Regions from separate parts of the Drosophila melanogaster genome. Here region 2 is linked to region 1. A link is a contact called in public Hi-C data. All regions are on one chromosome and are shown on one strand. The core of a region is the stretch at or near the end of the contact, and the rest is flanking DNA. Distances in the headings are between cores, read along the strand shown.

Region 1 (2,718 bases), core at 79-2,578:
TGCTGCATTACGGAGCAGAAGGTTTTCATTGACTTTTGCATGATTGTAGATGCAATAGCATTGAAACTGATGTGCTCGATGCGATGTTTGGCCTTCAGTTGGTCTGGAAAGAGGCGGTAGCTGATATTCAATCCTCGAGATTTGGCATCGGCAACGATGAACACCAGGGGAGATTTGCCATACGCCGTGTACTCTCTGAAATGGAAGGAAATGAGGGTTTATTAAATTATGTTGAATCTTATAGTTGGTGTTCAATTCCATAGTCCACCGGTTTTACCTACTCTAGTAACTCTTCAAAGTTGACCTCCTTATCGCTGAGCAGGACGTTGGGAAAGTCCTCGACAAGAAGCAGTCTCTTATTTTGCGAGTCCAGCAAGGATTTGTATCGCGAGGCACGGAGCAGAAAGCTTTTAAAGGCCTCCAGATGGGAGCCCACATAGGAGGCGCCAGTCGTTTGATCACCCAAGGTGTTGACCACCTCACAATCGATAGGATTGATCCACTCCTGCAGCTGGTAGCCGAACTCCTTGGCCAGGACTCGCAACGTGGTGGTTTTGCCAGCACCAGTGGGCCCGGTAAGTAGACACATTTGAGCCGGGAACTTCTTGCGCACCGCTTCGCAGTGACGCAGCCAATCGCGTAGTTCTCCGACCTTCTTTGGATGCACCGCCAAATCGTCGCTGGTGGCTGGCTCAAAGCTTTCCATCCAGTTTTCTTTGACTTCTGGCGGTGGCACAGTGATGTCCGCATCCTGGTCATCATCCATGGCAGTAAGATCGACTGAGTCCACGTCCGGAATCTGTATTGGCTTTGTATTTATGCTTGGAGTTCTCGACCTCGATACTCTGGAGCTGCTCACATTGCTTGCACTTCTTGTGCGCTTCGCAGGCGTGGATTCCGAAGGAGCAGGACTGGTGGTCAAGTTCATCTCGCTGAAGGCACATCTTACCCAAGTTTTCTAAGCATTAGTTCTTTAGTATTCAGTTTAAAAACATAAATTTCAAATTGTTTACCTTCCGTACGCTCATTTTTAGAATTAACTCCTCTTCTTCTTTAGCAGTGTTACCATATGGAATAACACTGCTAATTCAATAAATAATCGATAAGTTTCACAAAAAATCGCGTTATTTAAACTGAACTATTTGCTATTGTATTACTTAATATATTATTTATTTAATAAATATGATACATATTTATTGTTTTATTTATCAAATTTCTGGTTAAAAACGCTTCAAACATTTCAATAATGTATACTTATAATTATCTGAATAATAAACGGTACTTACAAAATCGACTTAAAAAGCTTTGCGATATAACTTTTGATCCCGTTTTCTGTGCATTAACAGTCATTGCAAAGTATCATTGTTACTGCGAGTTTTCGATTACCGTTTTGTTAACCTTTTTTCGTGTCTTAAAAGTTGTTGAGTTGTATTTCTAATTTTTGTTCAATTTAATTTCCAACTAATAACATGAAACTAAAGCCGGTTGAACGCAATGATGGCTCGGATGATGAGAGCGAGGAGGAAATGCCAAATGATCATCCCGAATCCGAAGACTCCAATATGGGCGAAGAAGAGGAGCTCCCGGAGGAAGATGAGGAGGAGATGGAGGAGGATGAGGAGGAGGATCGGCAGGACGGTGACGAGGTCGAGACAGATAATCTCGGAGCTGATCGCAATCCCTATCCCACTCCGCCGCCTGATGATGGGTCGAAACTGGTGCCCCCCGATTCTGACAACCCCAAGTCGATGGTCCCAAAACCAAAGGGTACGCTCATATCCCTAGCTCTTATGGCCATCGGGAAGTTGGCGAGCCGATCGGGCTCATCGGTTCAGGCCATAATGACATACCTAAAGGACAATGGTCAGGAGTGGAAGGATCCGAAGAAAACCGCCCGCCTCCTCCATCGAGCTTTAAAATTGGCCGAAGCCAACGGCGAAGTGGTGATGGTTAAGCGATCCTTTAAACTCACCGATAAGCAGAAGAACTCCTCAAAGGCTGTGGAGAAAATGAAGGCAAAGAAACAGAAGGAGAAGGAAAAGAAAGCCAAAGTTGAGAAAGTTTTAAAGGAGAAGATTCAAAAGAAAGAGGCCAAGGCGAAGATGAAGGAAAAGAAGGCCTCCAAGGAAAAATCCAGTAAACCAACCGAGCGGAAAACAAAACAAGTACGTGGTTTATTCTAATCTAACAATTCAATAGATTTTTTAAGAATTAGCTTCCTTGATAAATTGATAATAATAAACCGCTATTTACACAAAGGCTGTAAAAAAGAAGAAGCCCGAGGATGGAACCAAGGATAATCCGCCAGCATCTAAAGCAGCTTCATCCGCTGCCGCGCAGGCCATGCTGGAAACATCCCAGACAGCGATTCCTGAAGCGGGAAAGAAGCCGGCCAAAACCAAAGTCAAGCTACAAGCGGATTCATCCGAGGCGGGAAAGACTAAAAAGTCGCGAAAGTCCATTGGAACTCTGGCTCAGCCCAAGGCAGCCAGGCCGAAAGTCAAGGCGGTCAAGAAACTGGTGGCTGGAAAGGGAGCCTCCACACCGGATCTTTCCATAATGGAGGCCCAGGCCACGTCGACTCCTCAAGGAGCTACCAAGGCGAAGCGCAAGCGCAAAGTCTAGTTATGATTTATATGTTTTTTTTTCAGTACATGTGAAACTTTGTTTAAATAAAATTGATACTTTTTTAGTTCCTAGCAATATTTTAAATGACTT
Region 2 (2,718 bases), core at 142-2,641, 34 kb after region 1:
AACCACTGTACTTGTGCGATTGGTTAGCTGAACTTGATTAAGCAACAACCTCGATTCAAGAGCGGCAAGAAGAATATTGATTGGAGTAGGTGAAACTCAAACTAGTTATTGATAAGACATCAGTTTAACTAAGAAATAGTTTTAGAATTGACAAAATGGTACTTTATTATTCTGTCACTCAAAATATGCATAATTAAGTTATTTTCCAGACACATCTGTTCACATATTGCAGTTGTGATACCCTAAAAATCACTTCTTTCCTCAACCATCTGCCATTATTAATGAAATATGAAATGAATATTAATATGAATATGAAATATATATTAAATAAATAAGGATATAGTCACCATTTTTATTTGGTAATATTTATAATTAAATTTCTATAGTTAATAAATATAAATAGCAAACTAACATTTTTGTATGTTTTCATGAATTGCGATATTGGTAACCATGGTAACCAAAAAAGTTGAAATTAGCAAAGAAGATTCTTTGTTGTTTAAATCCACCTGTAGGCTAGTGGAAACCAACAGGGGAGGATGCATTTGAATTTCCCCCGGACTTAAGCGACTTTTCAGGGAACTCACCTTTTGACTTTTCTCCTTCCGACTGATGGAACGCCGTCGCTTCCGCCGGCTGCAGAATGTGTTGTTGCAAGCATGTGTTGAGCAGCAGCAGCGGTAGCAAAAACAAATGCAAGTGCAACATTTTCAGATCGTTGCTATATAGCCTATGTTGTTGTTGTCGTCTCTGTTGATGTTTTTGTCGATGCAGCGAGATATTTGCTTTTTTGCTGGCGATAGTGAAGTTTGTTGTTGTTGCCGCGGGGCCAATGTGGTGACATCACATTTCCTGCAGCATCTTTTGATTTTGGGTTTTGTGCGGAGGGGTGTTATTGCCAGCAGGATGGGGATTTCTTAAAACTCTCTTGCACCATTCGCAAAATATAAATAATGCTGCTATTAAGAAACAACAACAATATCACGCGCGCAAATGGAGAACAAAAACAAACACAAGCAGATTTTGCAGCTACTAATCTAACGGCTTTTGTGTTCTGTTTTGCTATCTGCTGCTGGCTCTCTCTCTCTTGCTCTTCGAGCCCCTCTCGCTCTATCTCACTCTCTTCTTATTCCTATTGGAATTTTCTAATCTGCGAGGCGTTACTCTTGCAATTCGCAAGACATCTTTTAATTTATCATAATAGCATTTATTCGGGGCTGGGCACTATCAAATCGGTGCCAGTTTTGCATTTATTTTCGGGGGCTTTAATTCAATTTACTCTTGACACAATCGCTTCACACACACACTCAGAAATGCACAAGCACACACGAACGCGAAAAAGTCAGAGCAGCAAGCGAACGCGACATCACCGTTCGGTGGCCGAAGTTGTTTTGAATCGAGTTTCTACATATGTGTGGCTATACGTGTTTTCAGTGTGACCAGACGTATCGTTATGCGAAATGCCAAAAATACATCGGTTACAAGATTGGTGTGTCCGCTAAGTAAGGTTTTTGTCTTTGCTAATTCAAACAATCGATAACTTCCGATACCACTAGAGATGGGCAATATGCTCTACGACTTATCGCTATCGACTTTTGGCGCGAAGTTTAAATTTTAAATATTTTATTACACATATAGTAATAGTAATATTTATTAAAAATATACCACAAATTTTCCATGTTACTTATAATAGAACAGAAATTCGTTTAAAAATGTATGTTTTCTTAAGATTGTGTTGCTTTTCATCACCGACCCAACTAACCAACTTTACGGCAAAGTAAAATACATTCACTTTAGTTATGTCAGTTTTTTTTATGTTTATTGCACAATTACAATATACAGGTTCACTTTCATATAATTTATTACAACTAAAATTACTATGGTATTGAAAAAATATGTGTGGCGACTCTCATTCTACTCATACTACTACTTGCTACATTTTGGGGTGGGAAGAGGCTGGGTCTGGTTAGTGAAAACATAAACAACAGCAAAAGTTTGCAATGAGCCGAAAACACACACGTGTAAAACCTAAACTAAACTAGAGCTGTGGGTAATTTCATTTCATTTCATTTCATACAAACTCAGTGCACCACGGCACAGTTTCAAAGTCAACAGTTTTAACAGGTCCGCTTGGGAAAGCATAACAAGGTTTAATTTTATATTTTCTCTCACTTTTATGCGCCTTTCAATGGTGGCATTGTCGGGGGTTAAGGGCGCTCTTATAGTTAACATAGTGACGATTATCTAATATGGTACATTCACTTTTTTTTGTGTGGTTTGTTTTTTTTTTTGCATAGGATTTTTTTATAAAAAAAATTACAGTATAAGAATTCGTTTTAAGCTTAACAAAAACGCAAGCTAACTAACCTAAACGACTGGATTCGAGCGCGACGTCGATCGATCCATCAGTATAATAAATATTTTACGTTCTCCTCACGTTTTGTGTATATGTGGCTTGGGTTAACTATCCTAACTAGCTGCGTATAAAAATATTCATAAACATTCGTATAATTTTTGCTCAAGTCTTAAGAATACAGTTGGTTTCAATATGAATTTGAAGGCATTGAACGCACAATGTGCGCGTTATTGTGTTGATATTCCTTGTTTCTTGGTTTTTTTTTTTTTTTGTTTTGGGCGGGGCAAATTGTTTGGGGCGGGTTGGTTGGTGGTTTTTATCTCTTAATTGCTTTCATATGGTCATCAGTGGGGGTCAATTTGTAC

Evidence for each region. Hi-C and Micro-C count contacts between places; a contact is called where the count stands out from the background.
Region 2: a contact with region 1 is called in a Hi-C map of the Kc167 cell line, with 1.6 times the contacts expected there. A contact is called at or near these places in 74 of 107 Hi-C or Micro-C datasets (the Clone 8 cell line, the D17-c3 cell line, the Kc167 cell line and 26 more) and 4 of 7 datasets of targeted methods (the Kc167 cell line and the S2 cell line).

What each region holds. Positions count from the first base shown.
Region 1 is chr3R:14,662,122-14,664,839 of dm6, forward strand. BigH1 (Histone H1 variant BigH1) reads left to right here and starts at 1,329. Exons shown (of 2, transcript NM_142126.2): 1 at 1,329-2,165; 2 at 2,260-2,701. The coding sequence starts at 1,470. The coding sequence ends at 2,625. Rad17 reads right to left here and starts at 1,076. Exons shown (of 4, transcript NM_142125.4): 1 at 1,014-1,076; 2 at 282-958; 3 at 1-195. The coding sequence starts at 1,028.
Region 2 is chr3R:14,695,901-14,698,618 of dm6, forward strand. Meltrin (meltrin,) reads right to left here and starts at 1,392. Exons shown (of 8, transcript NM_001032403.2): 1 at 585-1,392. The coding sequence starts at 705. It overlaps kibra (kibra,), which reads right to left. Exons shown (of 9, transcript NM_001300400.1): 9 at 1,789-2,718.